Regions from separate parts of the Sus scrofa genome. Here regions 1 and 3 are each linked to region 2. A link is a contact called in public HiChIP or PLAC-seq data. All regions are on one chromosome and are shown on one strand. Each heading gives the region's core, a stretch centred on a gene start, on an enhancer-like site or on the middle of the called end of the contact. The rest is flanking DNA. Distances are from core to core; before and after follow the strand shown.

What was found. HiChIP or PLAC-seq counts read pairs in DNA pulled down with a chosen protein or histone mark.
Region 1: a contact with region 2 is called in an H3K27ac HiChIP or PLAC-seq map of alveolar macrophages. The contact joins two enhancer-like sites. A contact is called at or near these places in 1 of 47 Hi-C or Micro-C datasets (epiblast stem cells) and 2 of 2 datasets of contacts at active chromatin or transcription factors (alveolar macrophages and skeletal muscle).
Region 3: an H3K27ac HiChIP or PLAC-seq map of alveolar macrophages shows a contact between it and region 2. The contact joins two enhancer-like sites. A contact is called at or near these places in 2 of 2 datasets of contacts at active chromatin or transcription factors (alveolar macrophages and skeletal muscle).

Annotation. Positions count from the first base shown.
Region 1 is chr7:37,163,202-37,166,479 of Sscrofa11.1, forward strand. It overlaps a transcript of CCND3 not described here. Among named protein-coding and RNA genes, the nearest start is that of TAF8, 18 kb to the right of the region's middle. Within about 2 kb of position 1,565, at least 34 of the 83 cell types and tissues checked have an H3K27ac peak or open chromatin away from gene starts, as enhancers often do. A contact at or near this core is called in alveolar macrophages and skeletal muscle, where this site is marked.
Region 2 is chr7:36,891,279-36,894,426 of Sscrofa11.1, forward strand. All of the region lies in intron 1 of TFEB (transcription factor EB), which reads right to left. Among named protein-coding and RNA genes, the nearest start is that of TFEB, 28 kb to the right of the region's middle. Within about 2 kb of position 1,808, at least 55 of the 83 cell types and tissues checked have an H3K27ac peak or open chromatin away from gene starts, as enhancers often do. A contact at or near this core is called in alveolar macrophages and skeletal muscle, where this site is marked.
Region 3 is chr7:36,622,099-36,625,389 of Sscrofa11.1, forward strand. No RefSeq gene overlaps it. Among named protein-coding and RNA genes, the nearest start is that of NCR2, 78 kb to the left of the region's middle. Within about 2 kb of position 1,428, at least 4 of the 83 cell types and tissues checked have an H3K27ac peak or open chromatin away from gene starts, as enhancers often do. A contact at or near this core is called in alveolar macrophages, where this site is marked.

The DNA of each region.
Region 1 (3,278 bases), core at 315-2,814, 270 kb after region 2:
CTGCCTGTCCGGATCCTGGCACAAAGGCTCCTTGGGGCCCCACAGCATCCAATCCCCCTCCTGGTAACCTTTCAGACCCAAAGCTCCACTATGTAAGATCCCCAAACTCCTGGCAGCTAAATGTGGCAGGTGACCAACTTTTTGCCAAAGAGATAAGGGACCTGGCAATCTGGGGTCATGTCCTGAAGAGGAAGGGTAGTGCCCCCTCCTTCCCTTTTCTCCCTTCACACTGGCTGGGTCACAGACCCAGGGGAGGGGCAGTGCTGTCTTCAACATCTAAGGGCACAGACCGGCCACAGTCTGGGAGGAGTGGGGGTCCCCATTCCTGTCCAGTGATCCAATCGCCCACCCAGACCTGCATGCAAGAAATTTCCATCCTGTTCAGGCTCCTGATTCGGGGTCTCCGTTACAGCAGCCAAACCTCTCCCTGCGCCTTTTTTTTTTTTTTTCAGGGCTGCACCCTTGGCATACGGAAGTTCACAGGCTAGAGGTCCAACCAGAGCTGCAGCTGCCAGACTGCACCACAGCTACGGCAACGCCGGATCTCAGCCTCGACGGCGACCCACACTGCAGTTCACGGTAACACTGGATACTTAACCCACTGAGCAGGGCCAGGGATTAAACCCGAGTTCTCATGGATACCAGTCGGGTTCGTAACCTGCTGAGCCACAACGGGAACTCTCTCCTGATGCCTCCTGCCTCCCGTTCCTGGTGCAATGTGTGAGAGGGACCTTCCTCCTTGTCCAAGTGCTCATCCTTGCAGCAACCTGTCACCTCACTCCATCAGGTCCGCTCTCCCAAGGGTCAGAGAGAGCCTTCTAGGAATGCTGCCCCAGCTACCGCACAGGAGGGGAACATCTCCTCCACAAAATACAACCGATTCTTCCTTCGAGTCAACCATTTCCCAAACCACCTCCTTTGTGAGAAGAGGCTCTTCCACGCTCAGGGACACACTGCACCCAGTCAGGCCAACGCCATCCTGTGGGGAAGGCAGTCAGGAGGCGCCAAAAACACAGGGGCTTCAGATCTGCATCCACGTCTCCTCTGGGCTACTTCACAGCTGTGTTACCCCTAGACCAACCTCTTAGCCTCTCTGAGCCTCTGTTTCTTCCTTTGGAAAATGTGGACGATAATGATGCACATGTGTTTGTGGAGAGAATTCAGGCTGATAAAGCTATGCAGTGGCTAGCAGTGTGCCTGGCACACAGCGGGTGCTCATTACAACGGATGTAGACGTGGGGATACTGAGGACTTGGTGGGAGGGTGCAGGGTGGCCGGAAAAGGGGTGAAGGAGAGAAGTGAGGAGAAGCAACCACGGCCGTAAAGAGGAAGAGAGAGGCAGAGCTGGAGGTGATATGAGGAGGGGGAGGGTTCCCCGATGCCCACACCGGGCGAGAGGGCGGAGGGCACAGCTGCGGTGTCTATCAGCTGCCTCCAGCTCACACAGCCCCTGGGTGCATCTCACACGGTCTCCACCCAGCGCTTCTGTCTGGGTTGGCCGCCCTCACCACCACTGCCATTGTTGCTGCACTGTCAGCTGCTGTTTCTTGCCTCATCTTCCTTCCTGCCCCTGATAGGCCAGAAGAAGGGGACAGGAAGCAGCTGCCTTGCCCAGCAACCACCCTACCCCTGTGGGCTGGAGCGGCCCGGGGTGGTTAAGAGCCCAGGCTCTGTAGACAGGCTGGGTTCTGTCCCCCGCTCTAGCCCTTAAGAGCTGGTGACCTCAGCAAGTTATGCGGCTTGTCTAATCCTTCAATTTCCTCGTCTGCACAACAGGGATAATAGGGCTGCTGAGAGGAAGGAATGAGATCATGCGTGGTGAGCGCCTAGCACAGGGTCTGGCGTTCCAGCAAGCATTCGATGAATGCTGGTGACCCTCGGGGCTGGCCTTACGGGCAGGTGACCTGGGCAGGCCCACAGAGCTCTGTGCTCAGAAGGGTTCCACCTTTGGTTTAATGCTCTGTTGCCACCACCTTGAAATTTTTTTTTTTCTTTTTTGGCCACCCTGGGGCATATGGAGCTCCTGGGCCAGGGATCAGAGCCGAGCTACAGTTGCAACCTAAGCTGAAGTTGCGGCAACGCCAGATCCTTAACCCACTGTGCTGGGTGGGGGATCGAACCTGTGCCCCAGTGCTCTCAAGAAACCACAGCAGGAACTCCCATCTTGAAATTCTTTATATGTTAATTTTTTTGTATGTGTGTACACACACACACACACACACACACACACACAGATCTTTTTAGTGCCACACCTGCAGCATATGGAGGTTCCCAGGCTAGGGGTGGAATTGGAGCTACAGCTGCTGGCCTACACCACAGTCACAGCAACACCAGATCCTAGCTGCGTCTGCGACCTACACCACAGCTCATGGCAACACCAGATCCTTAACCACTGAGCAAAGCCAGGGATCGAACCCACAATCTCATGGTTACTAGTCAGATACGTTTCCACTGCGCCACAACAGGAACTCCCAGAAATTCTTAATAATTTTTGAACAAAGCACTCTGCCAATTACGTAGTCAGTCCTGGCTATTGCTAGCATACAAGCGTTGAGTCTGCTGGCTGGGGGTGCCTGGGCCAGGGCGGCGTTGCCCAACAATCTGCTAGAGATGAGAGGGCCTTCAGGACCTCAAGAGAGCCATTTAAGTACAGTGATGTGGGACCCTGCCAGGTTGCCTGCTGGTAGGGACTAAGACGGTGGTGAGACCCCCATATACACTCTCCCTGGGCACTGGAGTGGGTAGGGGTGCCCTCCTCTCTTCAGCCAGGCCAACGGGCAGCCTTGGGAGCTGCCTGCCACTACCTTCTTCTTTTAACCCTTCTCCCACCAAGTGCAAAGGGGCAGACAAGTGTCAGGACAGACACCCACCCCTCTGTCCCCTGATTTTATCTAATTCTGTAGGTGAGCACCAAGGCCACGTACAAGCTCAGGAGTGTAGGAGATATGTCCAGAGTCCCTATATCTTTGGGGTGGTGGGAACCGGCGCTACCCTGAGGGCCCTCAGTGCCAGGTCAGGCTGAGTCTTGCTGTTCAGGTTGGAACTGGAATGGGGGTGACACAGAAGGGTGTTGATGACTGCTCCTGGTGGCCCAAGGGTTAGCCCAGCCCCTGGAGAGAGAAGTATCTGCTCTTTCTACCTCCTTCTTCTTCTTCTTTTTTTTTTTTTTTTGCCTGCACCTGCTGCATGCAGAAGTTCCTGGGCCAGGGATCGAACCCATGCCACAACGCTGACAACACCGGATCCTTAACCGGCTGAGCCACCAGGGAACTCCCTAT
Region 2 (3,148 bases), core at 558-3,057:
TCGGGCTCTCAGGCCCCAGCCCAGACCTCTTGAGTCGGAATCTGCATTTTAACACAGCATCCTGGGCACATTAAAATTACTTTACTTGCAGCTTGCTGGGGGCTGGGTCACCTAGAGGTTCCAAGGTGGCAGGTGGGCAGGGAGAGCAGGAAGGTTCAGGCCCCTAAGGGACGTATTTTGAGGCACAGGCACAGCCCTTCTGAGCCCCATAGTGAATCTGAGCAAACACTCCAACATTTTAGGCCCGGGAGCCAAGGTGGAGGTGGGAACGCAGAGCCCAGCCCCTCTGCCCTCATGGTGTTGGGAACTCTGGCCTGGGGAAGGGGGAAAGAACTGTCTGGAAGGTGATTGGGTTACCAGGGGAAATGAATTCAGATAGGCCTTGGGAGACACACCCACTCACACACACACAGCATCTCCTGTACACACACCACTGTACACACATGCACACTTGCCAGCACACACACAGCACCCCAGGACTTGCCTGCCTAGAGAACAGCTCCAGCAGAGGGCAGACAACCTTGAGGACAGGCTGTGCCTGGACACGGTGGTGTATGCTCCCCAGAGGGGGGGGGGGGCCACTGCCCCCCCCCCGCAACGGGCCTGGGAGACCCCCATCCCCCCCGCATTGCTCTGCCCCCCCATCCCCTGCCTAAGCCCCAAACCCAGCTAAACAATGAGAAACCTAAGTCCTGCTCACCTGAGCTTAACAGGGACCCACATTCTAATTGGTCACCTGCAACATGCCTGCTAACAGCGCTCCCCACCCACTGCCCCAGTGCATGAAACCAAGCACCCCAGGCTGCTTGGAGGGTAATAGCCAAGTGGAGCACTAACCTCAGGGTCCCCCTGAGAGGCGGCGAGACCCAGCGGACGGAGGCTGCACCCCTGTCCCGGGTACACATGCATGCAGAGCAATAGCAAGGGCCACCCTCTGTTGACCACACAGTTTCGAGCAGCAGGGCCCCCAGTCCCCCAGACCGACCCAAGGGTGGGTAACACTCTCACCTATACACCCCCATCTTCAGCTCAGAAACACACACCTGCTGACCTCTTTCACCACCACAGGCCGGAAGGCCAGGGGTCCCCAGGCTCATGCAGACTCCAAAGAAACCCTACAACGTGGGGCCTTTAAGCAGGCCTAGGATGCCCAAGAAAGAACCATTGACTAGGGGGTCGGTGGGGGCTGCTGGAGGGTGCGTGATGTCACGGGTTCTGGAAAGGCCCTCGGCCCCAAAATATCTCCCCTCCGGGTCCGGAAATCCCTCCCAAACCTCTCCGAGTCACTGCCGGGCGAGGCTCCCACCTGAAGCTCTTGTCAGCTCCCAGCCCAGGGAGAGGCGGCTGACAGCTGGCCTGACAGCGGCGGAGGAGGGGCAGGCCGGGCGCCTGCCAGCCCAGCAGGGCCGCCTGAGAGCCGCTGACCGTCCCGTACCCGGCCTGCCAGCTCCCACCGGGAGGGGGCGCTCTGCCCTCCTGACACCCTAGGAGCCGGTTCCGGAGAAGCCGGCACCTCTTGGCCGAGAAGGCAGGGGTGGTCCAGCAAGGGGAGGAGCTTTAAGCAACGCCCCCCACCCCCATCCATGCCGGGGACATCAAGTCCCCGCCCCAATGGTCCGCTCGAGGAAGGCCAAGAGCCGGTGACCAGGAGGGGGTGGGAGCCCTGAGTGAAGAGAGCTGAGGGGAGAGGAGGGGGAATTAACCAGGTTCCAAAATAGCACTGCTGGTTCTGCCTGGCTTCACCCTGTGCAATGTCTGGCAGCTTCTGCTTTCGGTCTGACTCATGCCTTGTGGGGGCAGGACAGGGCGGCCAGAGCAGGCAGGGGCGGCTGGACAACCACAGGCTCTTCTCCCCCGGCTACCCGCACCCACCGGCTGGGTCCCCTCCCCGGCCCCGCCCCCGCCATGAGCTGGGCTTCTGGGAATGGTCGGTAGGGGCGCGAAATCCAGGGGCTCCCTGGCCCGGGTCCTCGCTCAGCCCTCACTCGGCCCAGGGCTTCCCCCGTGGCAGCTGCCCCAGGCCGAGAACTCGGCTTCCCTCCCGCCCTGCCCGGGCACCCAGCTGCCACCTCTAGGCCATCTCCCTCAGGAAGCCAGAGGAGATCTCTCCCGCTAAAGTGAGAAAAGACCCTGGATGGCAGTGTCCCGCCCCTCCCCGCAGGCGACAGAGCGCGGGAGCCGCGTCCACCTGCCCCTTCCCCGCCCCCAACACACACAGGTATGAGATGAACCCTGCGGTGGGCTCACTCTCAAAAGGCACACGGCGGCTCACCCAACCCTTATCTGTCCTAAAACAGCACAAGAAGCCCTTGGCTTCTGCTGAGCAGAGAGAGGAACCGATCGATCGTGTGTGGAGCTGGGTGGGGGAGGGGCACCTGTCACTCTGCTCCCCCCATTCAGCATCTCCCACCATGGTGTCCTCCGGCCTGCCCAGCTTCCCCACAGCGGTGGGACACGGGCAGCCCACCTGCAGCCTCCTTACCCTCCTCCCTGGATCAAAAGATGCTTAAGCTCCAACCTGAGACAAACCCAAACCCTCATCCTAAGTCCCCCCGTTTCTGTTCCTGGGCAAATCGTCTCCAGGGTCCCCCCAGCCCTCACACCCACACGCCTTCTGCCAGAATAAGCACAGCCACCTCCCGATCCAAGTGGGGCAGGTTCGCCCTGCCGGCACCAGGAGAGGTTTGCCCTGCCGGCACCAGCCCTGCCCGAGGGGTGGGAAATAGAGGCCACTGGTAAGCAGGGGGAGAATATCAAAAGGAATGAGGTTGGCCAGCCCCGGCCGACACCTTCCTGCCCCCGCCGCCCTGGCACACGCGCCCAGACCAAACCCGGTTTGGAAGTGAAAACATCAAGGGGAAAGGCTGTGGGTGGCGGCCGGACAGATGAGTCAAAGGGACTTGGCAGGCCTGCCTGTGGCCCAAGACAGGGTTTGGAGCATGGTGCCGTGTGTGCCCTCGCCAGGCCCGGCACCTGCCCCAGCGCTGTCTCCGGCCCTCCCTGCCCCCACACCGTGCAGGCCCTACCTGTAGGCCACCTCCTCTCCTAACTCTGCCCCTGCCCCAGACCCCAGAAGGCAGGAGCGTGGCGTGAGGGTCTGCAGGGGTGGGGAGTCAGGGAGGAGGAGGCCTCTCTCCAGGAAGCAGGC
Region 3 (3,291 bases), core at 178-2,677, 270 kb before region 2:
ATCAGCTCAGTAAAAATCAGACAGGCTCACAGGCAGGTGATGGCATCTATCAGGGCCTTCTGTCCATACCCCACTGGTCCTTCCCTATTGTTCTTCTTGACAAATCACTTAGTCTCTTGGTGACTTATTGTTCTCATCTCTAAAGTGGGCTAATAAGAGCAGCCAGAACTAAATTAGAAGATGTAGGTTCAAGAATTTTTTGAATAAAGCACTCCATGTTTGCAACTGCCACACACACACACACACACACACACACACACACACACACACACACACCCCTCTGGTTGAGTGGGTCATTTAATTGTGGCTTTTGTGATGTCCCCATCTTTTGTGTGTGTGTGTGTGTGTGTGTGTGTGTGTGTGTCTTTTGAGGGCCGCATCTGCGGCATATGAAAGCTCCCAGGCTAGGGGTCTAATCTGAGCTGTAGCCGCTGGTCTACACCACAGCCACAGCAACTCGGGATCCGAGCCACATCTGCGACCTACACCACAGCTCACAGCAACACCGGATCCTTAACCCACTGAGCGAGGCCAGGGATCGAATCCGAAACCTCATGCTTCCTAGTTGGATTCATTAACCACTGCACCACGACAGGAACTCCAGATGTCCCCATCTTTATCCCTGCACCCTTACCCCAGTAAAAAAAGAAAAATCCAGGTGAGTTGTCTATCTCTGATCTCTGGATCCAGGATACATTGACAATGAGGTGATACCAGCTACTCTGACTGCAGAGTGGCATTTGGCAATCTTTGCCCCCAGAGAGAGGCAGAGCCCCCCCCCCCTCTGCCCCGGTGGGGGCCCTGCCAGATGTAGAGGGCATTTGCAGTGTACGCCGTTCATTGAGTTACATAAATGCATGTGGTACTCAGTGTAATGGGATGAACCTAGAACCGGAGTGTTTGAACCCCTGAGTCATAGTTCTGCCTCTTACTTCCCTTTCCCTGAACCTCGGTTACCTTACCTATAAATGGAGTGTGGGAGGAGGTCCCAGGTCCCTCCTAGTCCAACACGGCGTTTCAGGATTTACTTTCTTCACAGGTCTGCCCTGTTCCTTTCTCAGGTCTTCAGGTTCTTCTGGGCTCTTCCTGCTCCCCTTTGGGTGTTGATCTGGCCCCTTCTCTTCTTGCCTGGGGAACTCTTCTGTTATTCCAGGAAATGCCACGAGGGGGAGCCTTCCTTTGGATATGGGGGTCAGGGAGGAAGTCAACTCAAGTGCAAGGCTAGGGAGGGAGTCAGCCAGTCCCAAAGGGCTCCTAGACCTGGACGGAAACAGAATGTTTGGAGACCAAGGTAGGGGGCTCTAAGCTACAAAGATCACACTCCAAGCTCTTGAAGGACTGAGACCTTGCTTTGTGTTATTTCTTGTCCCTCTGTCATATACTTTAAGGGCACATGGTGAGATTATTTCATTTGGTCCTCGGCGTCATCCATGAGTCATGCAGTGCAGCTGAAATCATCTATTGCCTCTACACTTGGGAGAACCAAAGCTCAGAGAGGTTCCAGGCTCACCCAGGGTCACACAGCCAACCTGGACCAGAGCTGTTGATGGCCCAAGTCTCCTGACCACTGGCCCAGGTCTCACTCTGCATGTCCCTGCCTCCTCCATGGTCTTGCCCCAAGCAAGACACACAGGGGCGGGGGAAGGGGTGTCTTTGGGGATACTCCTTGAATGAATGAGTGGGCCTGCTGGAGGAGGCTGCAACCTCTGTGGCACAATCCTCCTCTCTCTTGCACTGGCGGCACTGACACAGAGCAATTGACACCTTGGCTCCACCTTCTATCCCTCACTCTCACCTTCCCGAATCACAGCTTTCATCTCTCCCCACATCACTTCCATGAGAGGAAGCTCACACCCTCACCAAGAGCCCTGCTCTCCTTTCTTTCTCTTTCAAGTCTTGGTCAGGTATGTCACCTCCTCCAAGAGGCCTCCTTTGACCTCCTCTCCCACTGTGGGAAGAGTGGGCATCATTCCCCTGTCTGCCCCCAAATAAGTTTCCTGATTATAACACATCAATCATTGTTTTTAAAATTATTAGGTACTAGTCTGAGCTTCCCCAGAGAGGGAACTGAGTCTTATTCATCTTGAACTCCCAGTGCCTGTCAAATGCTCAGTTCAGGCATCAAAGACTCACCTTGGGTACCACTTCCTTCTCCCCTCTCCAGCAGTGCCTCTGCCCTGGGGACCCAAGAGTAAAGGCATCTTAAGCACATTCAGCCTGAACAAATGAATGATTGATCCTCCCCTCTTGCCTCTCCTGACCCCTCAAGTATCAGGAAAGATGACGATTCCATGTTTCTGAAGACCCCTTGGAATCCTCCTCCGCTTACTTTCAGCCCATCAAAACCACCAGCTCTCCACACCTCATGGGGAAATTGTATACAGCCAGCATCCTCCAGGCTTGGCTTCTCCAGGTGACCAAAGGCCTTCTGGTCAGAAAAGAGAGTGGTCCGTGGGAGTGAGAGGAAGGGGGTTGTTCCTTCAGTGGGGGCAGAATGCTCCTCTTCCATCTCCTCCTACTGATCAGCTTTCTCCAAGCAAGCCTCACCTCAGGTCTCCCCTCCCCTAAACCTGGTACACACTTCCCCCCCCACCTCCCCTCCCAGGTGAGTTGCAGAAGGCCTAGGACTGGATGTTTAGCAGGTAAGGTTTAAGAGGAGCCATGGGACTCTCCAAGCTAAGGGGACTTTCATTGGAGTCACCTCACTTGTACAAATGAGGAAAGAAAGGCCCAGGAAAGAAAGGTGACTCAGTCATTCTTTCATTTACTCATTCATTCAATGCATTTTTCCTGAGTGCCCACGACACGATGCATGAAGCTCTGTTCTTGGGCTGAGACTTTTTTTTTTAAGTCTTTACCTTCAGAGTTCCTGTTGTGGCTTGGTGGTTAGTGAACCCGACTAGCACCCATGAGGATGTGGGTTCAATTCCTGGCCTTGCTCAGTGGGTAAGGATCCAGCATTGCCATGAGCTGCGATGTAGTTCGAAGGTGTAGACTGGCAACTACAGCTCTGACTTGAACCCTAGCCTGGGAACCTCCATGTGCTGAGGGTGCGACCCTAAAAAGACAAAAAAAAAAAAAAAAGCCTTTATCTTCATAGCATCTACAATCTAGGGGGAGGAGATAGACAAACAAATTAGCAGGTAAATATGTAAAGCATGTAGCATATGTTAGATGGTAATAAACGCTACTGAGATATGCAAAGCTGGGGAAGGAAGGAAGAGGGAGAGCTTGTAGATATTGGTGGGGGGGGGGTGAAAAATCCTTAGCCCAGTGAACAAGAAGGGAATC